Regions from separate parts of the Mus musculus genome. Here all the other regions are linked to region 1. A link is a contact called in public HiChIP or PLAC-seq and promoter capture Hi-C data. All regions are on one chromosome and are shown on one strand. Each heading gives the region's core, a stretch centred on a gene start, on an enhancer-like site or on the middle of the called end of the contact. The rest is flanking DNA. Distances are from core to core; before and after follow the strand shown.

Evidence for each region. HiChIP or PLAC-seq counts read pairs in DNA pulled down with a chosen protein or histone mark. Capture Hi-C pulls out chosen DNA fragments and counts their contacts.
Region 2: a promoter capture Hi-C map of liver shows a contact between it and region 1, with 3 times the contacts expected there. The contact joins the promoter of Gsr here to the promoter of Mfhas1 in region 1. A contact is called at or near these places in 1 of 115 datasets of contacts at active chromatin or transcription factors (thymic regulatory T cells) and 2 of 9 other capture datasets (adipose tissue and liver).
Region 3: a contact with region 1 is called in a promoter capture Hi-C map of liver, with 7 times the contacts expected there. The contact joins the promoter of 1700104B16Rik here to the promoter of Mfhas1 in region 1. A contact is called at or near these places in 4 of 39 promoter capture datasets (erythroid cells, liver and pre-B cells) and 1 of 9 other capture datasets (liver).
Region 4: an H3K27ac HiChIP or PLAC-seq map of thymic regulatory T cells shows a contact between it and region 1, with 9 times the contacts expected there. The contact joins the promoter of Dctn6 here to the promoter of Mfhas1 in region 1. A contact is called at or near these places in 4 of 39 promoter capture datasets (embryonic stem cells, liver and pre-B cells), 2 of 115 datasets of contacts at active chromatin or transcription factors (astrocytes and thymic regulatory T cells) and 2 of 9 other capture datasets (adipose tissue and liver).
Region 5: an H3K4me3 HiChIP or PLAC-seq map of embryonic forebrain shows a contact between it and region 1, with 6 times the contacts expected there. The contact joins the promoter of AI429214 here to the promoter of Mfhas1 in region 1. A contact is called at or near these places in 1 of 39 promoter capture datasets (embryonic stem cells) and 1 of 115 datasets of contacts at active chromatin or transcription factors (embryonic forebrain).

Annotation. Positions count from the first base shown.
Region 1 is chr8:35,585,130-35,590,623 of GRCm38.p6, reverse strand. Mfhas1 (malignant fibrous histiocytoma amplified sequence 1) reads right to left here and starts at 2,835. Exons shown (of 3, transcript NM_001081279.2): 1 at 1-2,835. The coding sequence starts at 2,251. Gm16793 (predicted gene, 16793) reads left to right here and starts at 1,604. Exons shown (of 3, transcript NR_040376.1): 1 at 1,604-1,786.
Region 2 is chr8:33,650,224-33,655,717 of GRCm38.p6, reverse strand. Gsr (glutathione reductase) reads right to left here and starts at 2,480. Exons shown (of 13, transcript NM_010344.4): 1 at 1,939-2,480. The coding sequence starts at 2,178. Gm33433 (a long non-coding RNA gene) reads right to left here. Exons shown (of 3, transcript XR_870309.3): 3 at 2,842-3,486.
Region 3 is chr8:33,729,050-33,734,543 of GRCm38.p6, reverse strand. It overlaps 1700104B16Rik (a long non-coding RNA gene), which reads left to right and starts at 2,057. Exons shown (of 2, transcript XR_004691281.1): 1 at 2,057-2,755; 2 at 3,467-4,010. Gtf2e2 (general transcription factor II E, polypeptide 2 (beta subunit)) reads right to left here and starts at 2,477. Exons shown (of 8, transcript NM_026584.3): 1 at 2,415-2,477.
Region 4 is chr8:34,106,127-34,111,620 of GRCm38.p6, reverse strand. Dctn6 (dynactin 6) reads left to right here and starts at 2,909. Exons shown (of 7, transcript NM_011722.4): 1 at 2,909-3,202; 2 at 5,215-5,279. The coding sequence starts at 3,180. It also overlaps a transcript of Mboat4 not described here and the pseudogene Gm10131.
Region 5 is chr8:36,990,842-36,996,335 of GRCm38.p6, reverse strand. It overlaps AI429214 (expressed sequence AI429214), which reads right to left and starts at 2,761. Exons shown (of 1, transcript NM_001039220.3): 1 at 803-2,761. The coding sequence starts at 2,636. The coding sequence ends at 1,755. The region is part of intron 2 of G630064G18Rik (RIKEN cDNA G630064G18 gene); the gene reads left to right.

The DNA.
Region 1 (5,494 bases), core at 1,586-4,085:
CTAAGAGCAGTTTATGCAGCAGCAATGAAGCATCTCTCTGGAAAAAGACATTGAGGATGTCAATGAGGCGGGTGAGGTTGTGGAAGACATGCTCCTTGAGGGCTGGGCTATCCTCAAAATAGAGCAGTTTGCCGCTCTCGTGCAGGTAGGAAAGAGCACTCTGGAGCCGGTCCTCAGTCAGACCTGCCTGCAGGCCCAGGCGGGCAGAGTCCCACCAGCTCAGCCACAGTCGTTGTGCCTGAGGTGGCTGGAAGTGCAGTTCCTCCAGTACCTGCCAGGATCGAGGCAGGACTCGGTGTAAGTTGGGAAAGATTTCTCGGTGCTCAGCTACAGAGAGCAGCTTGTCTCGAAGGCGTTGCAATTGGAGGGGGTCCCGGCAGCTTACGGGCAACACGGGAGAGAGGATCTGCAACCGGTGGTTAAGCAAGTATTGAAAATGGGCCTTGCGCCTCCGAAGGTTCTTGTCTGAAACACCGTAGTAGGCTGCGTGAGGGCTGGCAGAGCGCAGCTCGAAGTCCCGAGCCAGGGCCTCATCCACCACCTTGGCTAGATGGCTAAGGCCCTCTGCATCGTTCTTCTCCTGCAGGGCAATCTGTCGGTGAATGTCCAGACATTTCTCCTCAAGCTCCCGCTCCCCACACAGGTCCGCATGCGTGCCTACAATACACACCACAGCGTGAGGCACCCGGGCCCCCACCCGATGCAAGAAGGAGCCCACGGTGGTAGGGAAGCAGCGAGGTTCATAGGTGGCCAAGTTGACCACGAGCACATACAGGGCTCCAGGGGAGAGGAAGAAGGGCTGTATCACCTCATAGCTTTCATCACCGGCTAAGTCATACACAATGAACCGCAAGCCCCGGGAAGCATCCGCTGTCCAGCTGGTCACCTCGATGCCCTTACTACCAAGGGGAGGGAAAGGTAGGTAGCTCTTCTCCTTGTCCCCTCCACCTTGCCCTCCCTCCACTTTGTCCTCGGTGAGGCAATGTCGAAGCAGGGTCTTTCCTGCAGCCTTGTGGCCCATCAGGAGCAGCTTGAGCCGGGGCTGCACGGCTGGCTGCGAATGCGCCAGTTCCTTCTGGTAGGCTGCGATGTAAGGGATCCCCTTCATGCAGACTTCGTAAGGGGGCTGAATCAGTGGGTTGTCCTTGATTTTCCACAAGCCTACCCGGGAGAGCTGGCCAAAGTTGTCCGGCAGCACAGCGATCTGGTTGCCCTGGAGCACCAGCTCCTCCAGGCCAGTCAGCTCCACAATGGAGTCTGGCAGGTACCGGATGCGGTTATTATCCAGCCACAAGGTGAGAAGCCGACCCAGCCCGGCGATAAGAGAGGGCACTGAGGTGAGCTGATTGCGACTAAGATAGAGCTCCTCCAGACCAGCCAGGGGCAGCAGCGCAGCAGGGAACTCCTCGAAGAGGTTGGAAGAGAGGTTGAGCATTTTGAGCCTCTGCAGACGGCTGAACTCGTCGGGCAGAGCCTGGAGCCCGTTGTTATCTAACATGAGGCTCTCCAAACTGGCCAGCTCGCAGAAGCCTCTGGGCAGCGTGCCAAGCTCGGCCCCGCTAAGCCAGAGGATCTTGAGGGCACGCAGGGCACTGATATCCTCAGGTAGGCCTCGCAGCCGGTTGCTGGAGACGTCGAGCTCCTCCAGGGCAGCCAGCTGCAGCAGCTGCTGGGGAAAGGCGGTGAGCTGGTTGTGGTCCACGTCAAGGGTCCGAAGGTGGTTGAGGCAGGAGAAGGAATCTGGCAGATGCGCCAGCCGGTTGAAGCTGACATCCAGCTCCTCCAGGTGGGCGAGGGCACCCAGCTGGGCAGGCAGGGCTGGCAACTGGTTGTGGCTCAGGTTGAGTTTGCGCAGCTCCCTCAGGGCGCTCACCACCTCGGCTCCCAGGATGGTCAACCGGTTGTGGCTGACGTCCAGTTCGGTAAGGTGGTGGCCTAGCTCCGCCACCGCAGGGGGCAGCCGGGCAAAACGGTTCCTGCGCAAGACCAAGACGCGAAGGCTGCCCAGAGCTGACCCCAGACCTTCAGGCACATCCTCGAGGCCGTTGTTCCCCAGGTTCAGCACCTCAATGTCCCCGATGTTGGCCGGCAGCACCAGCTGGGGGGCGTCGGGGGACTCCAGTGGGTCGCCTCCGGCCCCTGGGCAGCTGAGCGTGAGCTGGCGCAGGTTGCTCCGCAGCTTCCTGGCTCTCAGGGCGGCGTCCCGCCACAGCCTCACCGTCTTCAGGTTGCCACTGTCCTGGCCAGCCATGGCGGGGCCCCGCGCCGACAACCCTCACGCCGGTACCGGAGCCCGCAGCTGCATGCCGCGCTGGACTCCGGCGGGCGCCCAGCCCCCGGGCCCTCTAGCTCCCGCTGCTCCCGGGCCACCACCCCTGCGCGGCCGGCGGCCGTGGGTCCTAGCGCAGCCGGTGGCGGGCGGCAGCGACGCAGGCAGGTTTGAGGGGCTCCGGGCAAGCGGCTCGGAGCTGGGCTGCGGCCGCGCAGCGCGGCTCGCATTCTCCGTGCTCCTGGGCCATGGGCGCGCCGGGCAGCAGGGCCGCCGCCCGCCGCGCCGCGGAGGATGCCTGCTCCTCCTCCAGCTCCGCCCGCCTCGCCGAGCCTCGGTAGCCGACTCCAGCCCCGCTACCCTCGCAGCGGCGGTCCGGAGGCCGGCGGCGTCACCTCCGCGAGCTGCAGGAGGAGGGCGGCGCTCGGCTCCGCGGCGGGCATGCTGCGGGCGCAGGGCCGGGGAGCCGGAGGTGAAGGCGTCTCCTTGTCTCCGTTTCCCCGCGGCTCGGGCGGGAGCGCGAGCGCCGCGTCCCCGGCGCTTGGAGAGCGCGATCGGGAAGCTACAGCGCCGCCCGGTGGAGCGGCCCCCACGTGACCGGCGGAGGCGCCGCTTGTTCCCGGCACCGCCCCTGGGGCGGGAGTTGCAAGTAAGCGCAGGCTTTGGGGTTTGGGGGGTCCAGCTACAGTGGGGCCGGCGACGTGGACTTCGCCCTGCGCCAGGCGCACCAGATGCGGTCCTCAAAGCTGATGTGGGACTCCGGGGTCTCCGGGTTGGTTTCTCCTGCATCAGGTTCTTTGTTGGTCCTGGCCTCTAAGGATTTCTTATTCATCCCTAAGCATAGGATTTAGCTGGCTTTCTTGCTCATCCTTCCCATGCGCCATACATCCACACCTCTATAGAGCCGGCAGAATTTAAGGACCTGGGTGTCCAAGGAGCTTAGAACAAGAGGGTAGTTATAAAAGGCAGATGGGGGAAAAGCAAAGAACCTTTTAATCCATTTGATAAGTTAGTTATTGGGGACTATTTGTACTAGGTCAACCGAAGCCTAGTTTTCAGCTCCCCTGGTTTGAGCCAGCACATCTCAGGCCTGTTGTGGGTGGCTGGGGGTTGGAGGCCATGCAAGATGTCTTAAGTCTGTACTATCCCATTTAGCGCCACAGCCGAATGCAACATGCTACATCTTGAATCCGACATTCCCCGTATTCTGTGGATTCAAAGAAATGACCGTATTATCAGACACATTTTCGCTATTGCAGGGTTCAGTGTGGGCTTGTTTCCATTGAGAGGAAGTTGGTTTGAGATCATATCTATACTCAAGTAATCTCCGAATTTATCAAAGCCGTGAAACCTGTCAAGACCGCAGAGATCACCTCTACCACTCCTTTCCAGTTGCTTAATCACTTTATCTGAGGAACACCGACAGGCAACAACTGGTTGAAAAGGACAGTCACTTTCATCGAGGGTGTGGTCACTGATAGCTTGCCAAAGCTCCAGCAGTTGGCTCCATACCACGATAATAAGGGCAACACAAATTAGACTCAATTTGCAAGCAAACAAGCTATCCTTCCATTGTAACTGTCTTCAGAAAACTCTTCTCCATTTGTCATTAGATAATCGATCATTTTGTTTATCTGCTTAAGAGAGCTGAGTAGTGCCTGGGACCTGTCAGCTTTTAGGCATGCCCCTTATCACCCCGGCTATAAAGGAGGTGAGTTTGCCTGCAAGGAACAATCCTCTACTTGCAAAGTCCTGAAAGATCCCTATGGCTAGAGTGATTTTTTTCCTCAGTTCTAGAGTTTGAACCCAGGGTTTCCAGCATGTGAGGCAAGAGGCAAGGTGACTTCTGGGAGCAAAGTTCATACTGAGCAAGCTTGGGAAAAGCCTGTACAAGAGCCCCTGAAGCTACGCATGTTCCTGCAGGCCTGTCACTGCAGCACCTGAGGGACTGAATGAAGCAAGAGGGTTTAAAGTGTGAGGTCATGGTAACATTAACTTCTTCAAGCAAAGAAGAACGTGGAGTTCTTTGAAAGCCAGGCTACTAAAAACTAAAATGTTAAATCAGGAGAAAGAATATTTTAAGTAATGGGAGAAAGGAAGAAAGGAAAGAAGGAAGTGAGGAAGGAAGAGAGTGAGGAAAGGAGGGAAGGGGGAAGGGAGGGAGGGAGAGAAGGGGAAAGGAAGGAAGGGAATGGAAAAGAGAAGGAAGGAAGGAAGGAAGGAAGGAAGGAAGACGGAAGGAAATGGAAAAAGGAAGGAAGGAAGGAAGGAAGGAAGGGGAAGGAAGGAATGCAGGAAGGGAGGGAGGGAATGGAAAAAAGGAAGGAAGGGAAGGGAAGGGAAGGGAAGGGAAGGAAGGAAGGAAGGAAGGAAGGAAGGAAGGAAGGAAGGAAGGAAGGAAGGAAGGAACTAAGTTCAAATAACTTCTGCCATGGATACTCATCCTGACCTCCTGAGCCTATGCTCCAATTCTAAGTGGTTAATTTTCTGTTGTGTCTAAGGGACATGCCCTCTCCACATTCTAGAACATTCTATATATGACCTTAGATTTCAGGTGTCGGCAGCCTCCAATCTGGATCTAGAGCAGTGTAGTTTGTGACTGGGATTTCCTCCATGGCCCCCACACAAAAGTCTTAGTCCCTAGCATGTCACTATTGGGAGGTAGCCAAAACATGAAATAAGCCCTAACCAGAGGAAGTTGGGTCATTGGGTTGTGCTCTCAAAGAAACTAGTGAAACATCATACCTTCCACTTCCTCTTTAACATACCAGGTGGCATGAAACAAGCACCTTTCCACCATATGCTCCCCTGCACCCTTCCACCCGCATGCACCCCGCTCTGATGTCCTGCTTTGACAGAAATTATAAAATCCGGACATGCTAATTGATCCTGGAGTGAGCCAAGATCAAGGTTTTTATTTGTAAGTCCATTAACATAAATAGGATGAGGTAGTACCTTGTGCTCATTAAAGGGAATCAATCATGTGTAATTATATATATATATATATATATATATACATATATATATACATATATATATAAACATAACAATTTTAGGGTTGTACAAGGGGCATTACTAGCTGTGTGCCCACAAGGCTTCTCACTGGTGTATGAAACTAAGGTTAGGACAAGCAGAACCCACATCTGTGTGTGTGTGTATATATATACATATATGTGTGTGTGCATGCACATATATATATATATATATACATATACACATATACAC
Region 2 (5,494 bases), core at 1,231-3,730, 1.9 Mb after region 1:
CCAGGATCCCATGCCATCCTCTTCTGGCCTCTGTAGGCACTAGGCATGCATGTGGTGCAGATATTCATGCAAGCACTCATACAAATAAGCACTTAAACAAGAAGACAGACGGACAGACCAACCCCACTTTTTGGCTGACTGTATTTGGTCTCCCCATTATACTGCAAGTTCCTTAAAGGAACCTCTGTAGGGAAATATTTCTATCCACCTCCTTCCTTCTGTTAGATTCTTCTAAGAACCCCAAACATGAAGAAATAAAAGGATCCGCTTCAGAAAGCCTCTGATTTCCCTGCACATGCAAATTACTTCCTGTAGTAAGTTCACTCTTCCAACTCTGGGCAGACCACATTACTGCAATCCTTGGGCAAATCTATCCCCGCTTCTACCTTTGGGTTACATTTTCCCTCATACTGGCTGCAGCCCCCTTCCCTGCTTTGTAATTCAAAGCCAAAAGCTACTTTGTGGAGGTCCCCAAAGTTATGCGACTGAAACAGAAAAGGACATTTCAAAGACACACACTGATGCTTTGGTGGAAATGGCCGTGGCTACAGAATGATGAACTGGGAACGAACGAAAGCACTGGGCACACACGGTCAGGTGGACCACTGATAGAAAATGTCACTCTGCGCTGTCCTTTGCTTGCTCCGAAGATGTTTGTCTTCACCTTATTTTTAAGCCCCGAGACAGGATTTCTCTGTGTAGCCCTGGCTGTCCTAGAACTTGCTCTATAGACAAGGCTGGCCTCCAACTCAAATATCAAATCCGGGCCAGCCCCTTCTTGATTAATGTCAGTAGAACCAACAATGACAGTAGATGTCACAAATCCGTGGTGATGTGACAAGTGGGGAGGAAAACAAACGTCTAGCTTCCTGGAAGTCACTCTGTAGACCAGGCTGGCCTCTGCCTCCCAAGTGTTGGGATTAAAGGCGTGAACCACCACACACCCATTCATTTCCAACCGTGGCTTGAGCATGCTCACAGCTTCTCATCTCTAGCTTCATTCATTTCACAAATAGCTGTTGAGCAAGGTATTTTAAGGTAACAAGCAGTACACAAGCATAGGAACCCGCCCATGCCCCTAAGGAGTTCCCAATTTAGTATAATCTAAACGCATTCAAAGGCATTAGAGAACCTATCCCCAGTCCCGGGTGACTTTTGAGGTTCAGCATTTTCAATCACTAACAAAAACTCTGCCTTGATCTTGTGATAGGAAGAGCCACACTAACGTGGGAACGAGACTTTCAATCGTAAGATTTACCACCTTTCTCTCTTTCCTTCTTTCTTCCTTCCTTCCTTTTTAATTTGTAAACCTGTCCCCAAACAATCCACAAACGGTATCACAAAGCTCTGAGAAACCCCTTAAGGTTTCTCTTTGGAGGCAGCTTGTAGTTCTCAGGCTTGGCTGCAGTTGGGATCAACTGCGTGTTTCTGAGCTTGCTAACCCCCGCGCCGCATCTCCACGTACGGTCGGGAGCCTTGGAAACAGCAGAACAGGGAGCGGGAAACAGCAGAACTTCAACTCTCCAGGGGGTTCCTTTGCGCAGCCAAAGTTAAGAACTACTGTTACCTAGCACTTTGCCCTTGAAATAGATCAGACCCGACCCACGCACGCACACACACACTCCTCCACGCCAGAACCCTCCACTGCTCCCCTCGCCCACGCCACTAGCAGTTTCCCAGAGAGTTTCGTGTTTCCCAGCTCCAGCGCCGGATGCCATACTCCCCCGCATGGAGTTGCACGCTGGGCAGCTAAGCTTGGCTGGAGTTTTTTTGGCTTCAGCATTGCACCTGTGCAGAGTGGCGGGATCGGCGGCGTTACCCTTTTTCCCGCCACTTCTTGGGATCCCGGGCCTGGGAGTGGGGAAGCACCCCGGGCGCCGCGCTCAGAGGCCGGGAGAAAGCGCGCAGCCGGCGCGGCCCGAGGGCCCCGGTACTCACGCAAGTGCCACCCAGCTTGTGACTCTCCACCACCGCGGCCCTGGCGCCGAGCTCCGCCGCCCGCCGCGCGCTGGCCAGCCCGCCGGAGCCGCCGCCGATCACCAGGTAGTCGAAGGAAGAGGTGTCCGGGGCCGGGGGCTGCGGCTCGCCGGGACTCGCCATGGCGCAGGTGAGCGCGCGCGCTGCCCGCCGCAGGCTCGGGGCCGCGCCCACGCCCAGCGCCCGGGGCAGCAGCGCCATGCGCGGAAGTGCGCGCCGGGAGCGGGGTGCAGCGTCGCCGTGACTAAGCACCGCGCCCGAGGGCCCCTGTCCCCGCCCCGCAGCGCGTGGACCGAGGGCGAGAACGTGCAGGTTTTGTTTCCCCACCCCCAGCTTCTCGGATTCCTGCAGGCCTTAACCTACTTTCCGCTTTCAGGGCACTTGGTACTCGTAAAATGAAGAAGAAAAAAAGGCTGGAATAATGAGTGGAGTGGCCGAAATGATTTTTTGTGATCCATAGAGGAAGCTTAAAGAACGGACTGAGATGGAGCTGCCAACTAAACCGGCCAAGATCCCCGAGAACAATGTGTAGTTCATATAAGCACCAGGCTGGGAGCCCCACGGCTAAGAAATGAGGAACACAGGGCCCCTAAGCCCCACACTCCAAGCTGGATATTACGAATCAGAATGCTATACAGTCTGTTGAGGCTTTTTTGTTTTGTTTTGTCTTGTTTTATTTTCTGTTTAAGAAGTAGCCAGGCAGTGGTGGCGCACGCCTTTAATCCCAGCACTCAGGAGGCAGAGGCAGGCAGATTTCTGAGTTTGAGGCCAGGCTGGTCTACAGAGTGAGTTCCAGGACAGCCAGGGCTACACAGAGAAACCCTGTCTCGAAAACACCAAAAAATAAAAAATAAAAAAATAAAAAATAAATAAAAAGTAATATGACTTGGGAGATAGAAGGAACGTGGGTTCAAGATCATCAAGGAAGAAGGCAGATTTTTCCTTCTGGTAGAGTACCCTGTAATAAATGTAGACAGAATAATAACTTGAGAACATTTACAAGGTCACAGTGACCAAGCGGCTTTCTTGGGAACCATTAATGATTGCTAAGATCACCGAGTTAAAGTTTGATGGGGATATAGAGTTGTGTAAAGATAGATAGATACAGATAAACACACGAAGAAAGCACCCCACCACCACCCCCACACACACAGGCACACAAACTCCTACTTGATCACAAAAGGGAAACCAACTTTTCTGCCGGCACCGCCTTGTCCTAAAGATCAAGATTAAATACTGCTAAGTCATAAGAAACGTGCCGTTGTGAGGCAATAACCAGTATTCAATTAAACTTACACAACCATCCTGCTTCTTTAAAACATTCAGCGGCTGGAGAGCAGTTAAGAGCCCCGGCTGCTCTTCCAGAGGGGCAGAGTTCCATTCCCCGCTCCATTGTGTCAGTCAATCTCACAACCGCTGACGTTCCCGTTGTCTGGCCAACACCAGCGTTACTTTGACTTATTACATGATTTCAGCGTCAGCGTCCAATATTGAGGCTCAGGATAAAAACTGAAGAGAATAGAGAACAACTAAAACTTAAATGCGAAGTTAGCATAAAGCACATCGTACTATTAGAAACTCTTGGGCTGGAGAGATGGCTCAGCGGTTAAGAGCACTGACTGCTCTTCTGAAGGTCCTGAGTTCAAATCCCAGCAACCACGTGCATGGTGGCTCACAGTCATCTGTAATGAGATCTGATGCCCTCTTATGGTGTGTCTGAAGTCAGCTACAATGTACTTATAATAAGTAAATAAGTCTTGAAAAAGAAAAGAAACCCTGGGAGGCAGTTTGTGAGGCTGTTTTGTTGAGAAACTGTATTTACAATTGGCTGTGGTGGCTCATGCCCTCAATTTCTGCAGACAGAGCTCTGAGTGCCAGGTTAGCCTGGTCTACATAGGGAGTTCCAGGACAGCCACAATAGAGATACCCTGAATGGATGATAGATAGATAGATAGATAGATAGATAGATAGATAGATAGATAGATAGATAGATAGATTAGATAGAGGTGGGGTCTGACGGAGCAGGCGAATCTGAGTTTGAGGTCTACACAGTGAATTCCAGGACAGCCAAGGTTACACAGAGAAACCCGGTCTCGAAAAACCAAAAAAAAAAAAAAAAAAAAATTTAAGACAGGATCTCAAGGAGCTGGAGAGATGGCTCAGTGGTTAAGAGCACCGACTGCTCTTCCGAAGGTCCTGAGTTCAATTCCCAGCAACCACATGGTAGCTCACAACCATCTGTAATGAGACCTGACACCCTCTTCTGGTGCATCTGAAGACAGCTACAGTGTACTTAGATATAATAATAAATAAATCTTAAAAAAAAAAAAAGACAGACTCTGGCTACCTCTGGAATGTGGGCTGTGCCACCTGCTGCCACTGGCATTAAAGGTGTGCACTACCTCACCCTGGTCTTTTCATAGATTTTTAAACTACATGTCTCCCTTATAGTACTTTCATAGATTCTTTTTTTTTTTTTTTTTTTTTGGTTTTTCGAGACAGGGTTTCTCTGTATAGCCCTGGCTGTCCTGGAACTCACTTTGTAGACCAGGCTGGCCTCGAACTCAGAAATCCACCTGCCTCTGCCTCCCAAGTGCTGGGATTAAAGGCGTGCGCCACCACGCCCGGCACTTTCATAGATTCTTTGTTCTGATTGAGTTAACTACTTTCCTGGGGGCTGGCGAGATGGCTCAGTGGTTAAGAGCATCGACTGCTCTTCTGAAGGTCTCAAGTTCAAATCCCAGCAACCACATGGTGGCTCACAACCATCCGTAATGAAATCTGATGCCCTCTTCTGGAGTGTCTGAAGACAGCTACAGTGTACTTACATATAATAAATAAATAAATCTTTAAAAAAAAAAAACTATTTTCCCTTATTGGCATATCTAAAGTTGCATCCATTAATTCCATTATCTGTCATTTATAGATTTAAAAAAAATCTTTAACATTACATCTATCACCGTGAGTGACTTTCAGGACAGCCAGGGCTACACAGAGAAACCCTGTCTCGTAAAACAAAACATAACAAAACCAAAAAAAACCCATTACATCTATCTAGTGTGAATGTGTGTGTGCACATGCATGCACACGTGCGTGCTCAAGTGCACACACATGTGCAAGTATATGTGTGGAGGTTAGAGGATACCTTTGGGAGTTTGATTTCTCCTTCTATTGTGTAGCTATTATTATTTAAGGTCTGAATAGAAATACTGAACAAAGCTATGAATTTTTGTTGTCTCTTAAGAAATGCTGGTTAGGCTAGGCAGTGGTGGCGCACACCTTTAATCCCAGCACTTGGGAGGCAGAGGCAGGCAGATTTCTGAGTTCAAGGCCAACCTGGTCTACAGAGTGAGTTCCAGGACAGCCAGGACTGCCCAGAGAAACCATGTCTCAAAAAACAAAAACCAAAAAAAAAAACAAAAAAAAAAAAACCAACAACAACAACAAAAAACCAACATTGATTATTCTTCCAAAGGACCTGAGGTCAATTTTCAGCAGCCACATGGAGGGCCACAAC
Region 3 (5,494 bases), core at 808-3,307, 1.9 Mb after region 1:
ATTGAAGAAGGAAGGGGGAGAAGGGGGAGGGGATGGGAAAGGGAAGAAAAGGGAAGGAAAGGGGAGGAGTGGAACTGCTATAAATTAAATGGTGTGTTTTAAAAACCAGTGCCCTCTTATTAATTAAGAAAGCTGGATTAAGGTATTAAAAACATCTATAGAAGCTGGGCATAGTGGTTGCACACCTTTAATCTCAGCAATTAACCTGGAGCAGAAGCAAGCAGATTTCTGTGAGTTCAAGGCAAGGGTCTACATACAGAGTTCTAGGACAGCCAGGACTACATAGAAAGACACTGGAGGGGTAAAAGTGTACAGAAAATTCCTGATTTAGGAGGTAAAACTAAATGATCATTCCCGCTCCTCCCCCCCACCCCACCCCCAGTTATAAAACTGTAGTTTTATAAGCATTTTTAAGCAATCTCAACACAACCAGAACACAAGAACCACCAGTTGAATCACCATGAATCTTACAAAAAGTCTTTTCTCTTCCTAGCACTCTGCAGCACGGTTCAGAAAAGCTCACTCTTGCCCCTGTGAATGAATTTCACACTAGTGTTCAGTCAGGGGGGAAAGACCACTCTACAGAGGCTACTTCCAATGATAACCCTTTCATACACTGAAAATATTTTAAGTTGAAAAAAAATGCATTCAATCCATCTTTTGTACTGAACATAAATGCCTAGCAACCTGGTACACAACAGCATATCAACTGTGCCTTTGTGATATCGACTGGGAGCTCACGGCAGCTGCCTAGCATCATTAAAGTACTAAGTCACTAGCCTAGCAAAACAGCGTTAACCTCAAGTTCAGTTTTTACTAAGTATTGCTTCCACGTACATCTTCAGGAAAGCCGGAGCATCCTAACTGGTTCCACACACACTGAGTTCCTTGATTAAATAACAGGGAGATGGAGACTGGAGATATAGCTTGCTGGAGGCAAGTGGCAGTGTGACAGGTTCAATCTTGATCCAAAGGGATTTAAAAAAAAAAAAAAGCACTCATATGGAAAACTCACTGTGAACTTTATGTAAGAAGAGTCGAAGAGTCCCTGGTCTAAGAGTAAAACATCTGCTCCTCCCAGTTTCAATTCCTAACATTTGAGCAAATAATCTACAGAACTGCTCTAAATGTAGTTTCCTCCTAGGTCTGGGGAATGGGGCACTATCAGTGTTGTACATACTTGGCTCAACTCTAAAAGTGAGGAAGTATTTATGAAAGATTTTTTTTCAAGAGTAATTGTTATTTTGGTTGTATTAGGTAAGAAATTAACATTAACTTAATATGCAAGTGAGAGAGGTATGAGTAGGGAAAGCATGAAAATAAGAAAAAATTCACAACGTGAGAAGACTGAGGAAACAGGCAGTTTGCAACTCCTAAAACAGGAACATTTTACTTCATAAGGTCAGATGACTAATCTGGACGTCAAATAAAGACTTTAGGACAGATCAAACCTGTACAACTTAGAAAAACCTAACTACATAATGCCCACAAGTCTGAAAGACTAAGCATTAGTGCTATGGCTAATTTTAACACATAAAACCTGAATAGAAGTGGCACAACTAAGTAAGAAGTCATGTGTCCCAGCCCTGGAACCCTAGCAAAGCTTTCTGAAATAAGAGAGACCTCTCTATATGATGATACCAACAAAGGCACCCAGAGCAAGCGGTTTACTCTCCGGAGTTCCAACTAACTTTTCCTCCTTTTGCAACCAACATCTGTACTGCAGTGCACATCTTAGGGCTAACCTGGGTGGTAAAGAAACTATATCCACGTCTACTTTACATTAATCTGGTCAATCAAAAGCCCCGAACAGGATGTTACGACCGAGAGCTGGTACGTTTCACGGTGGATAGCTACCGGAAAACTAACATTTCAAATCTTCAGGCTCCACTGTCCAGTTCTTTCCTACCCCAGAATCTGCAATCTTCCAGCAGCCTGTCTGTCTACTCTGTCTCTCGCTTCACGGCTCGCCCCCGAGTACCGGAGCACATCAGGAAAACGGAGCGCAGAGTTCGATCGGGAAAATACCTCTCGACTCCTCCGAAAACTCACAACCTCAAAAAGTTTAAAGCAGCATTAGAAAAGCCAGTCGGGAGGGGACGCCATGGTGGTCCCCCCAACTCCACACAGGGATGAGCTCGGCTGCTGTGGTTGTGGCCAAGAAGCGGTCGGCACCATCCGCTCGCCCACCCGGAATCCTTCCCGCTTTCCAACCCGAAAGTTTGCTGTATGGACGTCCGGCCTAAAAGACAATGCTGGCTGGGGCGAGCCCCTCCTCTCGGGGGCTCGGCTTTGGAGAACGGCTCGGCGGCGTGGCGTCCACGCGCGCGTCCCCTCGGAAGACGCGTCCCGCTTCGGGGCAGCCGAGTCCCACGCGGGACTCGTCCCCCTTCGCCCGCCGCCGCAGTCCCTACCTCAGCGCCCGCAGCCCGCGCCGCCTCCCAGCCTCCGCCTCGGCCGCACGCACGCACGCACTCACGCACGCACACACCCGCCCACCGCGGGCCCGCTTCCCGCCCCCCGCCGCCGTCGCGGCGCGCACGCCCAACACGGACCTGCCAAGGGGGTCGAACCCGAGGCGGCCGTGGTGGTGGCGTTGGCGACACAGCCCCGGCCCCGCCCTCCACTTCCTGGTGCGGCGGCTAGGACGCTCGCTCCCAGCAACCACCGCGACGCCGCTCCGAAAAGGCGCCTGCGTCACGGCGTGCTCCGCCCCGAGTTTCCATGACGACCGGAGCGCGCTCAAAGGCTGCCGGTAGCCACGTTTACTCTACCAGCTCTGCTCTAGGGAAGAACGGAAAGCCGCTTTTCTTGGCACAAAGTCGGAGCAGCTCCTTCAGCCGGCTCTGGAGTCTAACCCAACCGGCAACATTACCAATAAATCTGTCATATTTTTTGGAGGGTGGGTGGTTTTGGTTATTTGAGACAAGGTCTTCCTGTGTTGCCCTGATTGGCCTGGAACTTGAATTAAAGTTGCAGAGATCGTTCTGCCTCGGCCTACCAAGTGCTGCTCCATGCCAAGCTTTTTTATTTTATTTCAAATACCACTCACCAGAACCACCTTTAACAAGTGGCGGGGGGCTTGGGGGTGGGAGGGACAGTCTAGCAAAGGCAAACTCAACATAGAATTCAACTTCTGGACTTCAACCTCAAAACTTACAGCTCAGCTTCTGCGCTTCGAACACCGGCTCTTTTCATACCTGTGACCTGTCTTTGATTTTTTGGGGGACAATATAAGATGTGGGTGCGATATTTGGCAACAACAACAAATAATAATAATTGGCCCATCCTGCACCCTACAACTATCCTTGTTTGTACAGCCTAATCCAGTATTTAAATATCCCATAGCTGTAGTTTATTAGTACTAATTACTTTGGGTCTTAGTTTTGTATGTCCCGCCCCCCCCCCAACATAGGATACTAGTGATGATGCAGAAACTAACTTTGTATAACTAAATTTTTGTCAGGTCCAAAGGAGAGTCCAATTCTTCAAACTTCAAATGACAGTCCGAAGATCCACTAGTTAACTTAATCTGGACTATACGAGGAGTTCTAACAACTGACAAAAGACGGCGGCATTCCTCCGGAACTTGTGAAGCTCTAGTTTCTGTCTAGGAAAATGACTCATTTCCCTTTCCTCCAGCAAAAGTGACTTATGGCTCTCCAATTAACATGTCAGCACAAGGTGCAAGCCCGGCAGCCTCCAGACTCCCTCAGTCCCTACAAGCACTTATACATTTCAAAGCCTGCTCACCAGTCCCCTGGCCCTTCCCACCCGCCCACCGATTACTCATTCTTCTTGTTCACTCTTCTCCGCTCCTGCTGCTGCTTTTCTCAATAAGCTTCCCCTATTTTCTATCAGTGGCCATTTTCCCGTTTCTTGTAGACAGTCCTGGCAAAGCCCAGTCTGCTACACATGGTCAATCTACTACTTTCTCTCTCTGCCCTGGACTCTCCAGATCCCTGTGGCTGTTCTCACTCTCATGTCTCCAATAAAAACCTTAGCCATAACATGGGGTGGTCATGTTGGCAGTTTCTTCACCACACCCCTCTTGTATACATCCAGTGCCAAACATGCATACAGTCTTAGGGTTACCGGGATGAAACAACGTAATGAAACCCTTGGAGAGGAAAGGGTTTATTTCAGCTTACACGTCCAGGTAACAGTCCATCTGTCTTAGTAAGGCTTTACTGCTGTGAACAGACACCATGACCAAGGCAACTTTTATAAGGACAGCATTTCATTGGGGCTGGCTTACAGGTTCAGAGGTTCAGTCCATTATCATCAAAGCAGGAACATGGCAGCATCCAGACAGGCATGGTACAGAAGGAGCTAAGAGTTCTACATCTTCATCTGAAGGCTTCTAGCAGAACACTCACTTCCAGGCAGCTAGGATGAGAGACTTAAAGCCCACACACCACAGTGACACACCTACTCCAACAAGGCCATACCTACTCCAACAAGCCACACCTTCTAATAATGATACTCCCTGGGCCAAGCTTATACAAACCTTAACGCCATCACTGAGGGAAGTCAGGGCAGGAACCTGAAGGCAGAAGCTGATGTAGAGGCAATGGGATTGGAGGAAAAGATCCCCCTGCCTCCACGCTCTGCTGGGATTAAGAGCATTTGCCATTGTTGTGCTCTGAGTCCACAGGAAACCCAGATGAGCCCAAGAATGTCAAAGTCTGCTGCAACTCACTAAAGAGTCTTTTATTGTTTCAAGTTTGAACTCAGATAGTCAACCCAGCACTCACTGCGTGAATGTTGGCAAGCGACCCTGAGTCCAGACAGAAAACATTGGATTTATATACAATATAGTTAGAATAGTGTGAATATTCATGGAAAAGGGGAGTAGAGGGTAGAATAGTACTGAATTGGGGGGGTGTTAATGGGTGTCTGTTCAAGGACTAATTTTATGGCCATTCGTAACTGTGACCTGACCTCTGTTTACTTTTTTCCCATGGTCTCCCTTGAGCTTGTTATTTCTCTAAGGTCTCAAGGACAGGCACCTGGAGTGTTGCTGCTTATCAGCAGGAGTGTTTGGTTTTTGGAGACACAGAGGCGGAGAGGATGTCTCCTCAGAACATCCTCATTAAGGGGGGGGTTTTATGGGTGGTGCCATTCTAATGCTAGGGGAGGGGGAGGCAGAGGCAAACTGTACAACACTGAAGTCTCTCTGGTATCAGTAATCCAGGGGTTACAACACCACCAATCTTGGCAACCTTGCTAGGTTTAAAGGGACGAGTTGCAGCAGGAGGAAGCATGAAGTGGGAACAGCCTGGAAATAAGGTTAGCAGGAGGAGAGAGGGCTAGTCCAGAAAAGCCTGGGAGCTAGTGTGGGGACTCTGACGAGTGTCACAGGTATGTTTTGACAGGGAACGAGATGCTCCATTGCCAGAGATGGGCCATAGAGGCAGAAGCGATGAAACACTCTTCCTGAAAAACAGAGACCCACTTCACAGTTTTCTGAGAAATATTAATTTAGGCTTTT
Region 4 (5,494 bases), core at 1,660-4,159, 1.5 Mb after region 1:
GCATGGAAGGTGTTTGTAAAATGTATGAAGAACATCTGAAGAGGATGAATCCCAACAGCCCTTCCATCACATACGATATCAGCCAGTTGTTTGATTTTATTGACGATCTGGCAGACCTCAGCTGTCTGGTTTACCGAGCTGATACACAGACATACCAGCCGTATAACAAAGACTGGATCAAAGAGAAGATCTACGTGCTCCTCCGTCGGCAGGCCCAACAGGCTGGGAAGTAATTGAGTCGGAAGCATTGGGGCTGGGGGTGGACTTGGAACAGGTACATACAGCGTGCTGTAGCGAACCTTTTGTATGATAGCGATCCTGTTTCAACGTTGTTACACTCAAGCCAAGATTGAATGTCTGACATGAACCGTGAATGATCTTGTCACTCTGAAGCCACCGTGGCCCTTTGCTCCTTTACTTTCATTTTTTTACTTAAACATTTTTATGATAATACAAATAGAAAACATTTTTGCCATTTAAGGTTGGTTCCGGTCCTTGAAACTGTCGAGTCTGCTTTTAAGCAGTGAGCGCACTAACCCTTTGTGGGGGTGGGGTGGGGACAAGGTTAGTCATATAGCCTCTGGGAAAGTCTCAGTGAAAAATAAAGAAATGTTCTGTAGTTGTATTTTCAAAAAAAAAAAAAAAAAAAAAAAAAAAGAAAAGTCACCTCTATAGTCTCCGGTATTTGAACACTTGATCAGAATTTGGTGGTGTTGTGAGAGGAGGAATAGGAGGTGTGGCCTTAACGGTGGAAGGTGTGGCCTTAATGGTGGAAGGTGTCACAGAAGGTAGGCTTTGCCACATTCCTTGCTTTTTCTGTTCTGTGCTTGTGGTTCCAGTTGTGAGCTCTTAACTTCCTGTTCCTGCCCGTGTGTCCGCCAATTGCTGCCCTGCATCACCTCTGCAGTCACATACTCTTATTTTTCTGGATCCGTAAGCCAAAATAACCCTTTTCTTTCTAAAGGTGTGTTCTGTCTCTGTGAGTTCCAGGCCAGCCTGGTCTACACTGCCAATTCCAGGCCAGCCAGGGATGCATAGTGAGGCTCTTGTCTCAAAACAACAAAAACACCAACACAAATAGCCCCGTGGGAAACCTCAGAGACAGGACAGACCAAGGAGAGGACAGAATGTTTGATCTTAGAGACACCTGCAGGAACTAGAGCAATTCAGCAAGGACAACGGTGAAGAGATGGCTCAGAGGTGAAGACAGGCACTGACTGCTCTTCTAGAGGTCATGAGTTCAATTCCCAGCAACCACATAGTGGCTCCCAACCATCTGTAATGAGATCTGATGCCCTCTTCTGGTGTGTCTGAAGAGAGTGACAATATACTCGCATACATAAAATAAATAAACCTTTTAAAAAATAAGAAGAAAAGAAAAAAAAAAGTATAAATGGGAGTTCCAAGATCTACTCTAAAGTCTAAGACAAACTCTGTGGGCTACAGACATATGAAGTGAAGAATCTTATCCTAAAGGCTTAGAACACAGTTTCAAAAGAATTGTGACAGGAAAGGCCCCCACAGGTTTAGGGAGATTGAGGAAGTAGATACAGGAAGCACTAGACAGGAAGACCAGAAAAGAACCTCCCCTGTCATACTGTATTTAAAACACTAACATGGAGGACCATAAAAGAAAAAAAAAAGTGTATTTAAAGTGCAAGAGAGCATCACCACACCACATCACCTGAACAGGTGTGTCCCTCTGAATGAAGGTAGGCTGTTCAGCTGAAACTTTAAACGTCTTGCAAGAGCTCACAATGATGTATTTCAAAGTCTGAAAGTACTCTGGTACTGCACCCACTAAACCTACGTGTTCTAGCTAAAGGAAAAATAAACACTTTCTACTGCAAAAACAGACTCAAAGCTGGGCAGTGGTGGCGCACGCCTTTGATCCCAGCACTCCGGAGGCAGAGACAGGTAGATTTCTGAGTTCGAGACCAGCCTGGTCTACAGAGTTAGTTCCAGGATAGCCAGGGCTATACAGAGAAACCCTGTCTCAAAAACCAAAAACAAACAAACAAACAAACAAACAAAACCAGACTCAAAGAACACATTACCACTAAGCCAGGTCTACAGAAGACCTGAAGGAATCTTTCAGATTGAAGAGAGAAACAAGTCCCTCTGAGAAATCATAAAAAAGAATAAACCACACTAGAAAAACTGTTAAAACAATACAACAACCACTATAAAAACCAGGAAAATGGCAGGAGCCATAACTCTGAGTAACCAAGGGTGACCTTGAATTTGTGATCCTTCCTGGGCTGGGTTTATGGGTGGGTTCTGCCATGGCCAGTTTCGTGTGACTCTCTGGAATGAACTCTGGACTTCATGCATGCTAAGCAAGCACTGTACCAACTGAGCCAACAGCCCCAACACACCCCCTTTAAGATATTTCTTGGTGTGACTAGAAATTGCTTAATTAAGAAACAGATTGTCCCGGATAACCAGGAGTGGGCCAGATTCAATCAGTTTAAAGGGTTCAGAGCAACACTGAAACTTCCCCCCTGAAAAGAAGAAATTCCACCTGTGGGTAGCAGCTTGGCCTTCCAAATGAAAAAGTCCCAGCTTGATCTACGGGTTTCGAACTTGCACAGCAGATCCCTAACTAATTCCTAACAAAACCCTCGTAATTCATATCTCCTGCTGGTTTTGCTTCTCAGAATGAATCCTTATTATGCCACCTGGGTCCTACGTAGCAGTAGTTGGGAGATGGAAAGACAGCTTGGTTTCTTCAAAGTTTAATAGCGTGAGATGACAAAGCCTCAGAAGAGCCAAGCACACACACATACACACGCATACGCGCGCACGCGCGCGCTTGTAAAGAGACGTTTAAAAACTGGATTTGATGTTCAAAAGAGATTTTGACAGGCTTAGGGAGGAAGTTAAACGTAGAGTGAACTTAACGATAAGGATCAGGGCTGATGGGGTTAGGATAGACTTGGTAAACACTGTCAAGTGGAAAAAACGACTTTCCAGGAGGCAGAAGCGAAGCAAGCCAAGCCAACCCCGAAAAGCAAACCATCCTCAGCACGCAAGCGCGAACCTGGAAAGCAGAAGGCGGGTCTCTCAGGCCCCGCCTCTCCCAGGCCGTGCCAGGCTCTGCAATCCCATGCAGAGATCATCGCTCTAGCCAGGCTGCAAAAATCGATCTCAGCTCTTCCTGAGACCCGGGCTTGACGATGGCGGAGAAGACGCAAAAGAGGTACGTGTTAACACCTCCGCAGGGGCAGAACCCGTTTCTGGTCGCGGCGTGGGGGCACTGAGACGGTGTATAGGTGGATGGCTCCATAATCCCATACCTGGCGTCCGTGGGGTGTGGGGGCGGAGAGGGTTTGTTCCGTGACCCCCACCCATCCCAGCACGCCTGCGCAGACTCCATTGGGGCTGCGTGGGGGACTCAGGGAGGCTGAGGGAGGTTGTGCGGGCGAGAAGGCTGCTCAGCGGTGGCTGCACCGTCGGCCCTGCCTCTGATCAGGAAGAGGGAGGCCTGGAAGAAGACACTGATGCTGTCATCCTTATGTCAGTGCCTGAGAGCCCAGGGCCGGCAACTATGGCTTTTCCTGTCACAGTCTTCACCAGTGAGAGCCGTTGGTGGAAAGAGACCGCATGGATAACAGAAAAGCATAGGGATTCATTTGCCGTTGCCTCCTTTGTCCTGGGATTAATGTCTTGAGATATACATATACATATACAGCTGTATGTATATGCATGTATCGGTGTTAAGGTGTGTGCGTGTGAATGTTGTCTCTCAAGCCAGAAGAGGGCGTGGATCGCCCCGGAAGCAAGCATTCAGTTATCACAGGACAAAGATCTAGAGAGACAGGGTGTTTCTGGGCAACTTTCGGCTCAGAATCGAGAATACTGGTGTCAGAACAGTGACGCCCCAGGAATAAACTTTGCTCTAAGAACTTTGTGGTATGCATTATCATTTGATGGTCTGTAGAAATTCTAGGGTTAGTGTCCTGATGAGTTCTAACTGTCAGCTTGAAACAACTTAGAGTCATCTGGGAAGAGGGAACCTCAATTGAAGGATCGTCCATGTCGGGGTGAGTGTCTTGATCTGTGATTGAGATGGGAAGGCCCATCCCACTGTGGGCAGAGCCATCTCCAGTCGGGTAGGCCTGGGCCATTTAAGAAAGCTACTTAGCAAGTGGGCCAGTAAGCAGTCATAGTTCCTGCCCTGAGCTCCCTGGGCATGGTGAGCAGGAAGTGTAAGGCGAATAAACCGTCTCCTCCCCACGCTGCATTTGGTCATGGTCTTTATCACAGCGACAGAAAGCAAGACAGAACAGTTAGAATACTGTTAAGAAATAAAATCCAAAGCTGTTTTGTTAAGCATTTAAAAGTATATGTGATTTTGGCCTAATAGGCTGTGTGCCACTTAAGAAGTTCATAATACATTAAACATTCTTACCACTGACTTGCTATTTTTCCATGAATCTCTTAAAACCTTTTTCTTAGCTACAGAGTCAGCATAGCTGTATTAAAAACTTTTTTTCATATTATTTTTTGGTGGTGTGAATGACACAGTCTCCTATAGGCTCATGTGTTTGAGTACTTAGACCCCAGTTGATGGTGCTGTTTAGAAAGATGCTCATGCACACTCGCACTTGTGAGTGCATGTGTATGTGTGTGTATGTTTGTTCTTGCTTGCACATGCATGTGTGTTTCAAGCTGTGGTGTCTCAGCTTCCTGGTTTTCTGCCACCTGCTGCCTGGCTCCTCACAATGATGGACTCTTATCCCTCTGGAATCTTAAGCCACAATAAATTGTTGCCTTCTACAAATTGCTCTGGTTACGGTGTTTCATTTCCACAACAGAAAAGGAATCCCTTCACATTGATTGATTGATGGATAATTGAATGTGTTTATATGCGTGAGAGTACACACATGCAGTAGTATACTTATGGATACTTATGGACACTTATGGAAATTGATTCTCTCCTTCCACCGTGTAAGACCCAGGGATTGAACTCAGGTGGGCAGACTTGGCAGCAAGCACCTTCCTTTATCAGCCCCTTTCTCCACTGAGCCATCTGGCTGGCCCCAGCATACCTTCTGTAACATATTTACATTTTAATTTTATTTCCATGGGTTCCAAGGCTCTGAATGGGTCACTGGGCTTAACACAGCAGGGCTTTATCCATGGAGCCCTCTCACCCACCGTCCATACTTTCAGTGTTACTCAGGATGAGTGTTCTCTTTCTTCCTACAGTGTGAAGATTGCTCCCGGAGCAGTAGTGTGTGTAGAAAGCGAAATCAGAGGAGATGTAACCATAGGTAAGAAAATGGTTGATGTTTCTCGAGAGCTAATGCTGGGTAACCAACTTTAGCGCTTCTCCTTTCAGTCCAGTTGTTTGTGTCTGTTACGCTGAGGCTTACAATTTTTATTGGTTTTGTTGTTATTTGTTTTGTTTTGAGTTTTTCGAGACAGGATTTCTCTGTGTAGCCCTGGATGTCCTGGAATTCTGTAGACCAGGCTGGGCTCGAACTCA
Region 5 (5,494 bases), core at 1,512-4,011, 1.4 Mb before region 1:
GATATAAAGAATTATATTCAATCACACCTTCAAATTCGCCATGTTGTAGTCTTCCTAGCTGTATTGTGTTTTATTATACAGAAATATAATAAGAACATCCATCAAAACCAGTTAGGGTAAGGAAAGGATTTGCTAAGCTTACAGAGTACCACCCATCATTTAGGGGTGACATGGTAGTAACTCCCAGCAACAACTTGAAAGCGGGAACTGAAGCAAAGACCATGGAGGAGTATTGCTTACTGACTTGTTTTTCCAATGGATTTCTTAGCTTGCTTCCTAACAACCCAGTACCTTGCCCCAGGGTGGCACCAGCCACAGTAGCCCAGGCCTTGATATAATCAAGAAGTATCCCACAGATATGGACATAGGCTAGTATGATAGAGGCAAGTGCTCAAGTGAGACTCCCTCTTCCTAAGTGGCTCTAGTTTGTGTCAGCTTAGATAGAAACCAGCACAATGACCCCTTGTCAGATTCTTGATTCTGACATAAACATTCCTGATAGGGTCTTTGTTTCCCTCTAAACCTTTAGAAGCCAGCTCTCCATCATCTGCCCCTCCCCAACATTCCTATGCTACAGGCTCTCCTACCTGGTCATTAAGCTCTGAGACTGCAAAGACCTTGCCTAGCACAAAGTTCTCAAGTCTTCCCACAAAAGCCACCCCCACACACCCAAGCCAAAACATGGTCACATCTGTCACAGCAATGCCCTACTCTCTGGTATCGATTTCTGGTACCAATTGGTTGGGTTTCTGTTACTGGGGTGGGGTGGAGTGTGTATGTGTGTTGAATAAGCAAAACTAGCTTAGAGAAGAAACAGTTTTATTTAGTTAATAGGTTATTGTAGGTCATAGAGGGATGCAGAGACAGGAAGTGAAGGCAGAAACTTTTGGGCAAGGACTAAACAGAACGCATGGGGAAATGTGACTTACTGGCTTGCTTTCCATATCTTGCTGAGCTTGCCATGTTACACAGCCTGAGACTACCTGACTAAGGATGGCAGTGGCACAAACCCTCCCGCCTCAATCATTAAGGAAGTAAATGCTCCCTCAGAAATGCCTGGAGACCGGTGGAGAAAGGCAATTTCTCAGTTGAGGTTTCCTCTCCACAAGTGACTCTAGTTTTTGTCAAGTTGACAGAAACTAAATAGAATTCTGTCTTAAGGAAATTACTATTCAGTCGAGTACACAGGTACACAAGTCAAAATCCTAGTGCCTTTTCAAAGTTAGTCTCCACAGCCTCTTTATCACCAAAACCAGCCCTCATCGCTGCTTCCTAACTATCTTATATCTGTTTACTTCTTTCTCTCTGTACTGTCCACCACCACTCCAAACTACCATCATTCATATGTGTGTGTGTGTATAGAGAGAATACCACACACACACACATATACATACATATATATATATATATATATATATATATATATATATATATATATATTCCCCTAGATTACAAAAGTTTTGCAATTTCTCCAATTGTCTTCCATAATGTGAAAAATCTATTGGATTTAATGATTTAGACTTCAGTGAAGGAAGCAGAAGTAAATCTTACATTAGTTTCTAAATTTCCTCTATATGAGATGGTAATTACTCAAATCCACACCAGGTACATGTATGCACAACACATGTTATCACTAATCACCAATAGTCACCATCCCCTGGTTGGGCATAGTACATATCATCATTAGTAGTCAGCACCTCCTATCTGGTTGGACGTGTGAGTTGAGAATCATTAAAAAGACTTGTACAGTCTTCCTACACCTGCTTTGAATATGCCCGCCCAAAGCCGGAGCTTCCCTTCAGCATTTTCTCAGTCAGTCGCTTCCAGATGATCCTAGGATCATCTGAAAGCCTGGGGAAGCCCTGATGTGCTTCTCCAACACGGGTGAGAAAGTCTGTGGTATGAAGGTGTTCATCTATTTTCTCTTGGAGTAGTAGTGACTGCAGTAAAGTTTTCCTTCGTCTCAGGAAGTCAGACTGAGCCAGCTCTGCTCTTTTGCTATTACAGCTGGGACACTGCGAAGAAATGTGTTGCGTAATCGCCCCTATGTACGCCAGAGTCGCTCTCGTGTTTTCCAAATAGATTCTGTTCCACAGTTCATCAGGGATCGTACAATTGAAAGCATCTACCTCTGAGGTCTCTGCAATCCATCTGAGCTGCAGCCTTTTGGGTCTGTTGCTTTTCTTAGCTCTTAAATCCTGTCTCTGGTGAATCAAGTTTACTTTTTTAGTACAAAAAGACTGCAGGGCATCCAGTTCTTCTGCGGATTCCTTAGGGATTTCTGGTGGGAGTCTACGGTCGGGTTGAGATCTTTCAGAATGAATTTCTTTGCTCTTGAGATGGTTGATCCACATTTCACTCAGCTTATTTTCATCCTTCTGTAAGAGTGAAAGTTCTGACTGCTCGTCTTGCTCTTCCGAACTTGTAGTCGGCGTTTTGGTCTCGACTGGGCTCTCAGAGGTGTGTGAATAGGATTGTAATTCTCCAGAGAAGCTGATGGAACCAGAACTCAGTACCTCATCTGCACAGGACCCGGGGAACTCTTCTGAAACTTGAGTAGCACAGACGTCCGTCTGGGCCGGGCCTCCGTGCTCTTCTTTTGAGTCCTCCGGCTTCTGAGCAGGTGGCCACCCCATTGTCTCGGACTCAGTTCCTCATCTGCTTTGCTCTGGTCAAAAATGGGTCTGGAACCAGTAAAGAGGAGCCGACAGGGCACAATCTTTGGTGTAGTTGAGTGCCGCGAGCTTCTTCTTCCGGGTATGCCTTTCCTGGTTGACATGGCAACGCGGGCCGGTCATGCGCAGTGAGTGGTCTCCGGTATCCCGCCCCTTTCCTGTCTCTTGCAGGAGCCCGTTCAACAGCTTTTAATTCAGCCCTCAGGCTGCTGTGTGTAATTCAAGGGAAAAGGTCGCAAACCTTTCAGGTCAGACCAGGTGTTGAGCATACGTAAGTCCCATGGAGACAGACAGATGGCACTTGACAAAAGAGATAACGCGTCTTGCCGCAAAATTTCCACAAAAAGTGCTATCTGAAGTCCCCAGTAATACATACCTGTTTTAGAGCCAAGGGAGAAGCTGTTTGTAGATTTGCCTTAGAATAAAAATGGAAATACTCACAATATTCTCTAAGGTCTCTCCACAGTCTCTCAAGGCTCCTGAAAACCCTCGCAGATTCCTCAAAACCACAGTGTTAGGTGCTGTCCCTTCCAACTGCCAGATCCATACCTTCATCTCTAGATGTTGTGCTGTATGGCTATTACCACCTACAAGATGCTTTACACGGAGGGTTCGGGTGCATTTCCTGCATTCTGTATATCTGAGTCTCTGAGGATAAAGCCTAAAGATGCAGCCTGCTCAAGAAATCTGTTAGTGTGCTTAATACCACTTACAAAGGGACAGTGGGTTTTGTGACATGAGTAATTCCACTTTAAGAAAGTCTAAGTATCCTCCTATTTAATTTCAAACTCAAGCCCTTACCCAATGATACATCCCTCTAATACGGGGCTTTTAAAAGACATTGCCTCAGACCCAAATGCCATATAAAGGCACATGTTGAAAATCCTGATGATGACCCTAAAGCGCGCGCGCGCGCGCGCGCACACACACACACACACACACACACACTGGACTCTCAAATGCACTTTGTCTTCCTTCCCTGCATCCCTTCCGACACTGCCGACTCATCCTTGTGTGTCCTCACCCACTCCCTTACTTTGCCAAGGTCAATGGTCTGAAATATTCAAAGATAATCTGAGAAATTTGGTCAGCCTTCCTTTAAAGATAAGAACTTTCCAACTTCCTCATTTCGGCCAAATTAAAGAAAGCAGAAAGACAATTGTGGATCTAAGGGATTTCCAGCAGGATTCGTGTTTTTATTCTAAATTGTTTCAAAATCCTCCCTCATGCTCCCATTCATATTTCCATATAATTCATTTTTCTCCCCACCCCCAACAAGGAATGTGTCTTTAAAGTACATCCTCTAATAACGTCCATGTGCTAATACCCAGGCTCATCCAACTTCTATCTTTTAGCACTGTAAGTTTATCTGTTTTTTAAAAATAGCTTCATCTGTGACCAAAAAATATGAATAGGAAATTAATCAATTTTCTTTTCATAAAAGTAGCGAGATACTGTGGACAGTTTAACATTCTAGTAACTGCTGTTTAAGAAGAAAAATAGCTGCAGCATACTATCATGTTCAGATAATATTCATGAGGATAGAAGTCAAAGTTTGGACTTGAAAATAGAAGCTGTGATTTATGTGAATCACTGTCGACATTTCAAGTGTACTGCAGGGTGGAATTTCATGGTGTCTTTGTTTAAAACCCAAGTCCCTATTTGTTTCTTGTCTGTAAACTAAAGGTCAAATGCATCTACTGACTCCCATACCTGAGAGTCATTAGTGCTTAGTGTGCAGAGGTGAAGACATTGTGGAGCACTGGCAAAAGACATGCGGTGCTTCTTAGAGGATGGGAAGAAAAGTGTGAGCAAGAAGAACGCCGCAGATCACTTTTTTATTAATTGAATGTTTCAAGAGAGTGGCATGGTCAGAAAGCATGGAGGGGAAGAGGAGGAGGGAGTCCCATCTTCCCATTGGATCCCAAATTCTTTTCATACAAAAGTGAGAGACACAGATTACTTCCACTGGCTCGTCTAAATGTATGTTCAACCGGGATTCACAGGAGAAAAACACGGGAAGTCACATTCAACAGTTCTTGTTTTTAATTAGGATTAAAAAAAACAAACAAACCATGGAATTGACAGAAAATATGTATATACTTCCCAGAGAGTATAATGATAGCATTTCAGTGTCTCAACAATTGTATTACAAATTATTTATACTTAAGCTAACATATATCTACAAATTTCAGAATCCTTTCTTCTAGTTTATGCAAACAACTCTTAGTATTACATTTTCACTTCTTTGTGTTAATGTCATCTCCTTACAAGTTCTTATCTGAGTGGCTACAGAAAGTCATTAAATTGATAATATGTGGTATTCCAGACAGTCCTATATTTGTCAGTCTTCCTCAGGCAAATATTCAGTAAATGTTAAATTTCACCCTCTGTCTCTCCCCTTTCCCTCTTTCTCCTTCTTAAATAGGAAATATACAGTAAAGCCATGTTTCCCAGGCATTACACACATGGTATCTGTCACCCACATTTGCATACTGTCCATATCCACTAGCTTCACTAGAGATAATTTCAAATATTATAATTTATCGTCTAGTTTGGTATTGGAAAGATAAACCAGTATACATTGCTACATACTTTTTAGACTGTTTCCCTTTTAAAAATATATTGTGTGTGTTACCCTGAATCAACGTTCAGGTATCCTCCCTGGTTTCTCTCAGTAACTGCACGGTATCCTGTTATAAGAATGTACTATGTTTGAATGGGCAGTTTCTACTTATTCTTTGTGTCTCGGGAGACATGTATTGAAGATAATTCCCACTAGTGAGATTACTGTAGCACAGAGTAAAGATGCATGTGGG